Regions from separate parts of the Triticum aestivum genome. Here region 2 is linked to region 1. The links are chromatin contacts, called in public Hi-C maps. All regions are on one chromosome and are shown on one strand. Each heading gives the region's core, a stretch centred on a gene start, on an enhancer-like site or on the middle of the called end of the contact. The rest is flanking DNA. Distances are from core to core; before and after follow the strand shown. Region 1 holds the start of LOC123070504 (AP2/ERF and B3 domain-containing protein Os01g0693400). Region 2 has its middle 8.0 kb from the start of LOC123070505.

What was found. Hi-C and Micro-C count contacts between places; a contact is called where the count stands out from the background.
Region 2: a contact with region 1 is called in a Hi-C map of leaf, with 4 times the contacts expected there. The contact joins the enhancer-like site here to the promoter of LOC123070504 in region 1. A contact is called at or near these places in 3 of 5 Hi-C or Micro-C datasets (all in leaf) and 1 of 1 datasets of contacts at active chromatin or transcription factors (leaf).

The regions. Positions count from the first base shown.
Region 1 is chr3B:484,885,961-484,892,298 of IWGSC CS RefSeq v2.1, reverse strand. It overlaps LOC123070504 (AP2/ERF and B3 domain-containing protein Os01g0693400), which reads left to right and starts at 3,051. Exons shown (of 1, transcript XM_044493744.1): 1 at 3,051-4,590. The coding sequence starts at 3,157. The coding sequence ends at 4,308.
Region 2 is chr3B:485,192,514-485,198,851 of IWGSC CS RefSeq v2.1, reverse strand. No RefSeq gene overlaps it. Among protein-coding and RNA genes, the nearest start is that of LOC123070505, 8.0 kb to the left of the region's middle. Within about 2 kb of position 3,896, at least 5 of the 8 cell types and tissues checked have an H3K27ac peak or open chromatin away from gene starts, as enhancers often do. A contact at or near this core is called in leaf, where this site is marked.

The sequences.
Region 1 (6,338 bases), core at 1,802-4,301:
GTACACCATAAATTGGTGGCTGCTTAGAGTTAGTACACGGCTTTTGTCGTTTGAGAGCAACCCACCTCCGAAGCCTTTGAGAGTGAATCCTTGCAAGGACAAAACCCAAAACACCCAAAGCCCAAATAGTGTTGGCATCACTGAAGTCTTTCTATCTGCATGATCTGAAGACTTATTACGCTTGAGGACTGTGTATCCTCCAGTCGGTTAGGCGTCATGTTCTGAGGATCCAAGAGTCATTGTGGATCGCTGGTGAACGGAGTCTGTGAAGGTTTGGAAGTCTAGCTTGAAGACTTACCTGAGTGATTGGGCGAGGACTAAGTGTCCTTAGCTCAAGAGGAATAAGGTGAAGACGTGGTCTTCTGAGTTCAATCTCAGCCTCCCTAACCAGACATACAGTTTTCACAGCAACTGGAACTGGTCTACCAAATCCTTGTCTTCACCAAGCAACCGATTCTATCCCCCACCTCCTTTACATTTCAGTTTGTCTTCGTGAGGTCATTGCTCGCTTCCCTGATCTGTTTGACTTCATTGTGTGAAGACATTCATGTGTTTGGCTTCATACTGTCTTCCCATTCCGATTTGCTCTACCGAGCTTCTATTAGTCTTCGCGCTTTCATTGTACTGTTTACTTGACTATGGCATGTCTAGCGTAGCTTATCTTCTGATGCATATTGAATGGGTGTTGTTTGGTTGTCTGTCTTCGAAGATCTTGCATCTTTCGAAGACTTTCAAAAAAATCGCCTATTCACACCCCCCCCCTCTGGTCGATAACTAGCACTTTTCATCAAGTATCTTTTCTATTCACCTATCTGATGCTCTTTGTGGGGATAAAGAAGCCAAGAATTAAAGACTTTAATCCCGTTATGCAAAGAAATGAGAGAACGTTATCGTATGTTCCACTTTGGTCTCTTATGATGGGAGTGTATTAATGACCAAAACAGTTTTCTCTGCTATGCTCATTTTCTTCACGTTCTCCCTTGTTTGAGTGGTCAATCAGTTAAACAAGTATCTTAGGCACCAAGGGCATGCCCTCATTTCTTGGGATGACGTTTGCAAGCCAAAGCCGCAAGGAAGACTATGCAATCTCACTATCCTTGTGCATAACAAGACTCTTCTTACAAAGAACTTGTTCAAATTTCTTAACAAAGATAATCTTTTCATGGATTAACATCACCTGATAAAGTACTACTCCATGGCCCCACCTCTTGATAAAATGGAGGGTTCCTACTGATGGAAATCTCACCTGAAACCTCACTCAGGCCCTCTTGAACGCCACTTTAGGAAACGCAAAGTCAGTCAAGTAGTACGTACTATTCTCCATAACACATAGCCAAGCAAATCCGTGGGTGGGGGAGCTTCACATCCTACACAAGGAAAACAAAGTCAGTCAACCCTTACCCAACAGGTCAACACTACTACTATTCTCCATGTAATTAAATCCGTTCCATTCCATGAGATATTTTTCTCCAAGACAAGACAATGACCCGATGAACCTGAGCAACTCAACCACACAGCCAATGAGAAGAGCCTTTGCACGCGTGCTGAGTGAGTTTCTTCTACCCATAGTCTTCCCATTTTCTAGTGTGACTAGCTGCCCGAAACTTGGCAACAGGCACGCCATGCATTTCAAGTTTCAGCTGTCTACCGAGAAAAACACGCAGAGATGAAAGTCTCCGGCTGAAAAAAAAAAACGCCAATTATACACGTCGCCGTTTCCATTTCTTCTCGTCTAGTATACACTACTACTAGTACGTACTCAACTTCCGCTACACGGCTTAGTTAGAGGCCACAGCTGTACAAGTAGTCACGTAATGCATCTGGAATTCCCCGAGCCGTGAGTGTCGCCGTTGCAAATTTGCAATTGCTCTACTGTTTCGTAGCCCGCCCACTTGCACGACGAGCTCCGCCATATCGAGCAGATCTGACCAGAATTGTCGATCGCCGCTGTTATTTCCGCGACGTCCAGACAAAGCACAGCTAGTGCACCCAGGAAAACTCAGTTGCCGGCCGGTTATTAAGCAGCTTTGCGTGCCGTGCGCCGACTTATCAACCACCGGCGTAGCACAAAACATTATCTTGGAGGCAGCGGCTTAGTAGTAACCTGGCTAGCTGTTTTTGTCTATGATGATTAAACCAACAGAGTACCGGTGTAGTGTGTTATCTACTCCCTGGCGAGCAAGTGCTGGACTTTTCTGTCTGGTCGATCCGGATCATGTCCCTGTCACGTATGGACGGACAAATGCATTGCATGGGTGTTTCTGGCTAGTTTCTTGTTTGTACCGTTCCCTTCCCGGGCTAATAATTTTCCTGTGGATGGTGAAGTTGTAAATGACCAGCCGCCTCCAAAAACTTCCAGAAATAGGGTCCTCGCTAGTCCATGTCACATTGCGACAAGCCAGCACACAGCATTCATCTATCCATCTATCTATCTGAAAACACGCATAAGCCCAATCCACTTGCGTAAGCAACATTAATTCCGCCACAAACCTCATCTAAAAAGGGACACTCCAAAGCAAAGCCATATAGAAAGGAGAAGGTATCAGGCGTGACATGGCAAACAGCTGCGCCCATGGGGCGGCCAGCTAGCCGGCACACATCATCTGCAACAAGAACAATCTTTTCCATCCGTAGACCATGCTACGATATATCTATCCATCTACCTTCATCATCTAGCGATAGATAGATGGCCCTTGAGCGACCGAACCCATGAGCTGACTGACCCACACCAACACCAGCCCATCGGCGAGCCACGCTCTGACCACGTATCTATGTCTCGATCCAGCCTCAGCCCACGGGGGTGACGTCAATGCATAGTCCAACACAGCAGCAGCATTTTTATATGGTTTGCATTCACCGGAAAGCCAGGGAAAAAAATATTCGAGCCTAAAAACAGCAGAACAAAATACAGGTAGCAAACCATGAGTTGAGCCACGCGGAGCATGGTATGGGCATGGGGAGAGAGTGGCACCGTACCACCCATGCCATACACGACACCCACCCCACCCTGCCGCTGGGATCCTTCCTTCCTATATATCCCCCCGCGCGCGCTCCCCTCAGCGTCCTACAATTGATACCCCATCATAGCATCAGTTACCAACAGAAGAGACAGCCATACTCCACAGCTAGTGCTGCCAGTGTCGCGCCGTTACTGAAATGGACAGCACCAGCTGCCTCGCCGACGACACCAGCAGCGGCGGCGCCTCCACGGACAAGCTCAAGGCGCTGGCCGCCGCCGCGGCTGCCGCGGCGGGGCCGCTCGAGCGCATGGGCAGCGGCGCCAGCGCCGTGCTCGACGCGGCCGAGCCGGGCTCCGAGGCCGACTCTGGCGGCGCGGGCGCCGGCCGTGCGGCGGCGGGGAAGCTGCCGTCGTCCAGGTTCAAGGGCGTGGTGCCGCAGCCCAACGGGCGGTGGGGCGCGCAGATCTACGAGCGGCACCAGCGCGTGTGGCTCGGCACGTTCGCCGGGGAGGCCGACGCCGCGCGCGCCTACGACGTCGCCGCGCAGCGCTTCCGCGGCCGCGACGCCGTCACCAACTTCCGCCCGCTCGCGGACGCCGACCCCGACGCCGCCGCCGAGCTCCGCTTCCTCGCCGCGCGCTCCAAGGCCGAGGTCGTCGACATGCTGCGCAAGCACACCTACTTCGACGAGCTCGCCCAGAGCAAGCGCGCCTTCGCCGCGTCGGCCGCGCTCTCCGCGCCCACCACCTCGCGCGGCGCCGACGGCCACGCCTCGACCCCCTCCCCGGCCGCCGCGCGCGAGCACCTGTTCGACAAGACGGTCACGCCCAGCGACGTCGGGAAGCTGAACAGGCTGGTGATACCGAAGCAGCACGCCGAGAAGCACTTCCCGCTGCAGCTCCCGGCCGCGGGCGGCGAGAGCAAGGGCCTGCTCCTGAACTTCGAGGACGCCGCCGGCAAGGTGTGGCGGTTCCGCTACTCGTACTGGAACAGCAGCCAGAGCTACGTCCTCACCAAGGGCTGGAGCCGCTTCGTGAAGGAGAAGGGCCTTGGCGCCGGAGACGTTGTCGGGTTCTACCGCTCCGCCGCCGGGAGCACCGGCGAAGACACCAAGCTCTTCATTGACTGCAAGCTGCGACCGGACACCAACAGCCCCGCCTCCGCTGACCCCGTGGACCAGTCGGCACCTGTGCAGAAGGCCGTGAGACTCTTCGGCGTCGACCTTCTGACAGCGCCGGCGTCGCCGGAGCAGGGGATGCCGGGGTGCAAGAGGGCCAGAGACTTGGTGAAGTCGCCGCCTCCGAAAGTGGCGTTCAAGAAGCAATGCATAGAGCTGGCGCTAGCGTAGAGTTGGAACTATTAGCTCGATCGATCTCTTCTCTCCAGCTAGGCGGCGGTTTTTGCTCGCATAATTCAGGTGGTAGAGCTTAGCTTAATTAGTCCCTTGTCGGTATCATCAACTTTGTTTGTTTATTTGTCATGTTGTTGCATGCCCTGATGTAAATCTTATCTTTCCGAAAATGTATACTAATTGAGGAAGCCCTAGAAGGCTAGCTTAGCTTAGATCGTTCAACCGACGACGACGAAGAAGAAGAAACATATAATAACATTTTGAATGTAGCCTAGCTCATCAGTTTCCTTGTCAAAAACTGAAGCATATCCTATTTGGTAGTAGAAGTATCTAGATATTTAGCATCCATTTTGACCTAGCTTTATTTCTTGCGCCTTTTTATACACTTCTAGGATATTTATATGCGCACCCTGAGACGTGATGTGATTGTTGTGTAGCTAAGAGCATCCGGCCCCAGCATGCCCTCCCAAGTGTTTTTTCCGCGCTGGCATCGAAAAACGCCCTAATCGCATCCTCAATACGCCGAATTCCGCCGGCTCGGCCTATTTTTGCGCCCGGCAATCGCAGGCCGAACCCGGCGCTCGGGAGCTCCGGCAAAGGAAAAACGTACCTGGGCCACACTGCCAGGCGAAAAGTCAAACCACCCGTCCAGATTTACCTCCGACCACCCCCCCCTTCCCCCGCGCTCGGCCGCCACCATGTCGATCCCGACGTCGTCCATTGCCCACAACTGCTAGATAGACCATTTCCCGCCGAAAAAAGAAGAGGTTTCGCCGAGGCAGCCTCTCCACCGTCGTCCGGGCAACTTTTTCGGCGTTCCGGCCGCGTAGGGCCCGTACAACGGCGGGTTTGCGCCCACCTCGTCCGCAAGGTGTTCGGTGATTTGCCCGGCTCGGCCATGGACTCGGAAGATGAGGAGACGCTCGCGGCGTTGCTGGAGGAGGAAGCCGAAGCCGACGTCCAGGAGCAGGAGCATCTCATGATGCTCGCCGCCCTCGTCGGCCTGCTCGCGAGCACTGAGAAGCCGCGGCAAGGTGGCTCGGCGCCTGGCTGGGTGAAAGCAAAGAACCGGCATCGTCTGAAAGGCTACTGCATGCTCTACTCGGACTACTTCGCCGATGCTCCATTGCATGGCGAGAAAACATTTCGGCGCCGTTATTGGATGGGCCGAAAGCTTTTCCACAGGATTGTGAATTCCATCCGGGAGTTCGACAACTACTTCAAGTGCAAGATGGATTGCACTGACACACTTGGATTTACCTCAATCTAGAAGTGCACGACAGCTATGAGGATGCTTGCATACGGAGCTCCCGGTGATTCACTCAACGACTATGGGCGCATGACCGGGTCCACCATCATTGAGTGTTTCTATAAGTTCTGCAGGGCAGTGGTGCCAGTGTTTGGACCGCAATATTTGCCAACACCCAATGCGGAAGACACTGCTCGGATCCTAGCACAGAATGCAGCAAGAGGATTTCCTGGGATGCTTGGAAGCATCGACTGCATGCATTGGAAATGAAAGAACTGTCCATTTGCTTGGCAGGGGTTGTACAAAGGCGCCAAAGGCGGTTGCAGTTTGGTACTTGAGGCAGTGGCCACACAGGACCTATAGATTTGGCACTCTTTATTTGGGATGCCAGGAACTCACAATGACATCAACGTCCTGCAGTGCTCCCCTGTCTTTGCCAAGCTTGTTGAAGGTCATTCTCCTCCGATGAACTTCGAGGTTAATGGGCGGCACTACAACAAGGGGTACTATGTAGCTGATGGCATCTATCCGAGATGGTTGACATTTGTGAAGACTATCTCAAATCCTGTGCGAGGAGGAAAGAACGCCTTCTTTGCGATGGTTCAGGAGGCTTGCAGGAAGGATGTCGAACGGGCATTTGGTGTGCTCCAATCTTGATTTGCCGTTTTCCGGTACCCTGCTCAGACCTGGTCGAAAGATCAAATGTGGGAGATCATGACTTGCTGTGTCATCTTGCACAACATGATCATTGAGAGCGAGCAGAAAGAGTCAGTGTTTG
Region 2 (6,338 bases), core at 2,647-5,146, 310 kb before region 1:
TACAGACCAATATACTCGTATTTCAGCTAAGAGCACAAATTAGTTGGAAAGAATTACTAAGCCATAGTAGCCATACAAAGCAAGCAAATGGCAAGGTGAAAGCTAGCCTATGTCCCTATTATTACATCCTTCACATTGCTATGTTCTCAACTTGTACTGCATTGCCTGCACGGGTTCTTGTCTTGTTTCCATTCTTCTGTGAGGTTGCTCTGCATCAGCATCAATTTATTTCCACGCGGGCTGGGATTGGAGAAGCAGTTGAACGGCAGCATTCAACCGCCCGCGATTGCACCAGCCCACCAAGGGGTTACGGCACCATAATGGTGATAACGCTGATCGAAAGAAATTTTAAAACAAGTCCAAATGTTTTAGCAAAGCCGAGGTTTAATGTTATCGCTGCGTCTAGACAAGAACACGCGGTGTGCTTGCAGTTGCACCCTTGCAGGGTACGATTCTGCTCTAGCCCTCTAGCCTAGCTCTGTAACTAGTGCATGCATCCGTTGGTAGTATAGTTTATTCTATCTTGATAGTTTTTAAGTGCCAAGTTGGTTGATGTGCATTCTAGGCTTTGTAGTTGTGTGGTCGTCGAGTTCACAAGGCCTTTTGGATGTTAGGCTTGGAGTACCACTTGTCTTGTGTTAGCGAAACAAAGCGTGGCTTGCAAAACCAAGTTTAGCGCTGACAAGAAGGAGCGCGGCAGAGATAGCAAGCCTCGCTTTAAAAGAGAGACTACCGCACTGCACATGAGTGGCAAGCCGGAAGCACTGAGCCAATCTGGCCAACTTACCTAGACATGACGAGCCTACATTGCTTGCACTGCACTGTGATCAAAAGCACGGGCACTAATAGGCAGCAGGAACACTAACACAACTAGACAAGAGACGCAGCGCAAACTGTGGCGGTGCGGTGCGACAACGTACACGTAGGCCCTATACGGCTGGCTGGCTGGCTCACTGGTCGGCCTTTACTCCCTTCACGAGGGAAATATGACGCCCAGCCAGGAGAAGAGAACCCTAACCCTGCGCTGTGCCTGTGATGGGTTCCAGTCATTCCACTGTGGAGTGTGGGCCGTACCTCGGCTCAGATTATTAAGGTTGTCACGTACGTACTTTACGCTGTTGCTCGCCCCCTCTTGCCATGATCGGTCGCTGATACACTGTTGGAGATCACTGATGGCATAGTACTAGCAGTGCAGTACGCACACTGTAACGTAATAGGTGAGCGATGGTACATATGTCCATGGTGCTTCCGGTGAGCTGCATCATAGGCTCCGAAAGTCTACGCTTAATACTGTATCTGTATGTAGCTGTCCAGCGCTTGAATGTTGAATCTCGTCGTCCCAAAATTGAGCTTATGACGATGGTTGGAAGTCAAGTCAGAACATGCGTGCTGCAGCCAACGAGACGACTTTGACAGACCGGCCGGGAAACCAGCCCAGCTCTGGTCAGAATACAGGGAAACCGCGAGGCATTGTTTAGGAAGTTCTGTGACACAAGTGATTCGCGAACCGATCCACGCACAAAGCAGAGCGGGCAGATTTATAAGACTCCATCAGCTCGTCCGTGATTAGTGTTCACACCTGTGGAAAACAATCTTCATATGCGTGGAGGTAGAGATGAGATGACGTACAAGAAAAACAAATGGCACAGCAGAGCAGGGGGGCTCCTCCTCCAACACCAACCACCCCCCGCCTGGTCAAAAGGCCTTCCTGTCCTAAACAAACCATTTGAATCGCGGGCAGGCTAAATATGCGCCTAGCCTAATCATATCGTCTACCGACGATGACGGAAAGAGCCCACGTTTTCTATCTCCTTGTTCCAGCCGGCCAGTCTTCACATGCCTTGATCGCCCAAACACTTTACTAGCTTACATACATATTGCATTTGTACTGCACGCTAACCACCGCCAGGTCAGCCGGATAGGTTCGCCCCTGGCTCAGGTTAGCTAGCTGGTCGATCGCGTGGATGTGATGTGAAACCGAAGCTTGCAAGTATGAGCAAAATCCTGCCGCATGTGTTTATCGAGCATCCATTGCATGCGGTGCGGGCACCGGGCCGAGTGAAAGCTAGCCCCCCCCCCCCCCCCCCCCCCCCCCACACACACACACAGCTAGATTATTATAGTTAACTGAAGATTACAAAAAGATGTGCGTTAGGAAATATCGCGTGCCTTTTGTTTTTTGGTGAGGACGTGCAGTGCAGACGAGGAGTACATACGCCTTTTCCCGCCCGATCTACCCTCCACGGCCATCCACGGCGGCGTGATCATGGCATAATGTGTTGTTGCAGCAATACTACTATATTCACCATTTGCAACGTGTGTTGGCTCCATCTGCTGTTGAGCTGGAGGAACCCTTGTCGACGCGCCATGACAAAAGAAGAAGAAGAGAGACTCGGCCGGATCGTCTCGTCGTGCTTAATTAAGCGGCAGTGGTACAACGAGAGTCACGGAAAGACACGGCATATGCATGGCGCCATGTGAGATAAGGACGGGTACGTGGTGCCAGATTTTTATTACGGAGTACTTTTTGTTTAAGTATACTCCGCACTAGTAGTACTAGTAGAGTAACTAGTAGTACTCCTACTATACAATATAAGAGTAGAGTAAACTTTTTTCGCATGGTAGTAGTACTATATACAGTAATAACGTTGAATATATAGGAGCCCGCACCAAATTACGCTATCCCCTCAAACTAATGCCATTGGACACTTTTCTGGCTTCTATACTGTAGAATGATATTTACTTCTACTGTTTTTTTAGTGTGCTGACGTATAAATGTATTGCTTAGTCTATTTCTATTTTATTAGATCGTTTTTTTAATTACATTGACTATGAGCGTGTAGAAGGAAAACTCGCGCTTCCATGGATGGACAGACAAAGGCCAACGCCCAACAGAAGGCAGCTTATCTCCTGATGATGTTGTCGGTTGCTTCACTGCCCGTCGGCACTCCCGCCAAGAGAAAGAGAAAGAATCCGTCAGCGCACAAGAAAATCGAGGTGCTCCATCAGCGGCGCCTAATTATCCCTTTCACTTCCGTCCAAATCATGCAGCTGCTCCACACCTCACACCTCCCAGCAGTTTCCGGACGAGGATCCCCTGCCGTGGCCAAGCCTACCTTTGAGTCACTGACACACGGGTCCCACAAAGCATGGGGCCCACCTGTCAGTGACTCAAAGGCAGGGTATGACAGGGATTGCAAAGTCAGAGGATCCACGTCCGCAGTTTCCGCCCCCCCCTCTCTCTCTCTCTCTCTTACAGACGTAAAATGACGTGTAAACACGTGCATAGGTGCTAAATGCAAATGTTTATCATGCGAGCTACTACCTGAGATAATGAGCTCAGCAGAGGACGCACCGATTATTTCCTTCTTACTATTACGAGAAAAAATGCCAGTGTGTGCTACTCGGGTAAATTTTAACAAGGGAGAGATGGAGCGAGCTACTTAGAAGTTAATGAAACCGCTAGCCACCTGCACAATTAGTTTACCACATAGGCCAGATAGATAGATAGGCTTTCACCCAGCCGAGACAAACAAGTGGCTTTGGAGGGGACAGCTAAGTTATCTTGTTTTCTCATCGGCCTGGCCCTTATCTGGAACACAACACAATTGGCAAAAAACTAACAGCCAAATCGCAGATAGAATCTCGCCTCCCATCCTAAAAGACAAGAGGCCCATGCGCGCGTCTCTGCATTATTCGAGTAGTGCATAGAAAAATACTTAAGATATAGAGAGATAAGCCCTAGAGACAGAGAGAGAAAGAAACAAGAGCAGGAGGCGGAAATGAATTGGAAGAAAGCAGCGGGCAATGTCAGCGGTGAGCACGAGACAGGCACAGCAGCTGCAAATTGTTTCAGGGGGGAATGCACTTGGCTGGCCTGGTCCACACTTCATGTGAAGGCCACGCCCCCTCCCTCATCCACCTGCCCACCTGCCTTCTTTTGAGCCCCATACTGGAGGCTGGCCCGGCCCCTCCGTCGCCAGCCTACATGCAAGTTGGCGGCCGCCATCCTTGACACTGTCCAAAAGAAATTTAAAAAATAATCCGGGACACTGTTTAGAAATAGTTTCCGTTGGTTCAGCATCGGGAGAGAATCGCATCAGCTGCAACCTGCAATGCCTCTGATGGGTCAGGAGGTCATCTTCAACGCGGACCCTCAAGCCTCCCATCCGTCCGGATCATAAGGGTTTGACGTGTTTTATCATTCAACAAAGTCTCACATCAGTCCGCGCACCGGTCTGAATATTTTTCTCTCGTACTTGATCCGGCATTAAAGCGCCGTCCGAGAGCATCGCCCACGCAGCGTACCGGGGCATGCACCGGCCTGGGATGTGTTCCCCTTTAAGAGCTTGTAAATTTCTCCTGTCAACGTGGGCTAGCCGTCGGTGTCATAGCCACCCCACATTGGCTTTGGCCATTAGACATATTGTAAGATGAGTTTCCTCTTTTGAGAAATCAACCATGTAAAGGTTGTCTTCAACATGCCAAGCAAACACAAATTTGAGATTGCTCCTCTTAAAGACGATCACATGGAATTGACCGAAATGCGGATCATAACCGGCAAAAGACTATCTCTTGTTGGGGCGTAGGAGTTGGACCGATTTTCTTCTTTTTGTTCTCTTCTTGTTCATTTTCTTCCAAGAAGAGGGGTCAAACACAATTCTCATTTTAGCCTTGAATGAAAGATACAAGACCATTCTCAAATTGGGCTTTCAACGGCCTATTTTCCTCTAGCATAGAGGTCAGTCAAGGATGGATTTAGCGACACACGAATCATCATGCAACTTAATAGGAGGGACATAAGTAAGAGCCTTAATGGTAGTAGCTTTCTTGATGTGATGGACCAGACCCATCTCTTAGCTTAGCATATTGATCGTTCAGTTTATTGCTATTGCTTTCTTGATGAGAAATACATATTCCTTCGACTATGAGATTATGCAACTCCCGGATATCGGAGGAATACCTTGTGTGCTATCAAACATCACAACGTAACTGTGTGATCATAAAGATGCTCTACAGGTATCTCCGAAGGTGTTTGTTGAGTTGCCATAGATCGAGATTAGGATTTGTCACTCCGAGTATCGGAGAGGTATCTCTGGGCCCTCTCGGTAATACACATCATAAGAAGCCTTGCAAGCAAAATGACTAAGGAGTTAGTTGCAAGATGATGTATTACGGAACGAGTAAAGAGACTTGCCGATAACAAGATTGAACTAGGTATGAAGATACCGACAATCGAATCTCGGGCAAGTAACATACGGATGGACAAAGGGAATTACGTATGTTGTCATAACGGTTCGACCGATAAAGATCTTCGTAGAATATGTAGGAACCAATATGGGCATCCAGGTTCCGTTATTGGTTATTGACCGAAGAGGTGTCTCGGTCATGTCTACATAGTTCTCAAACCCATAGGGTCCGCACGCTTAACGTTCGTTGACGATATAGTGTTACATGAGTTATATGATTTGGTGACTGAATGTTGTTCAGAGTCTCGGATGAGATCACGTACATGACGAGGAGTCTCAAAATGGTCGAGAGGTAAAGATTGATATATAGGATGATGGTATTCAGACACCGGAATAGTTTCGGAGCACAGCGGGTAGTCATCGGGTCACTTGAAGGGGTTCCGAATAGCCCCGGTAGGTGTATGGGCCTAATGGGCCAAGGGGGGAGGGGGATAGACCATCCCACAAGGGGACTGGTGCGCCCCTTCCTTGGCTGGCCGGCCCTAGGGGAAGGAAAGGGGAGGGGTGGCCCCTCCTGCCTTTCCCTCCTCATGTGAGAAAGGAAAAGGGGGGGGGGGCGCCGCCCTCCCCTGCCTTCCTCACGCACCTATACATGGCAGGGGGCGCGGCTTGGGGCAGGACCCCAATGGGATTCGGCCCCACTTGGGGCGCCTCCAGGCTGCCTCCTCCCTCCCCCCACCTATATATATGTGGGAGGAGGGCGCCTAGCACAACCACGACAATTGTTTAGCCGTGTGCGGCGCCCCCCTCCACCGTTTACACCCTCGATCATATTTTCTTAGTGCTTAGGCGAAGCCCTGCGGTGATAGCTTCACGATCACCATCACCACGCTGTCATGCTGCCGGAACTCATCCACTACCTCGCCGTCTTGCTGGATCAAGAAGGCGGAGGATTTCACCTAGCTGAACGTGTGCTGAACACGGAGGTGTCGTACGTTCGATACTCGATCAGTTGGATCGCAAAGAAAGTTTGACTACATCAACTGCGTCATCAAACGCTTCCTCTTACGGTCTATGAGGGTACATAGACACACTCTCCCTCTCTCATTGCTATGCATCTCCATGGATAGATCTTGCTTAGGCGTAGAA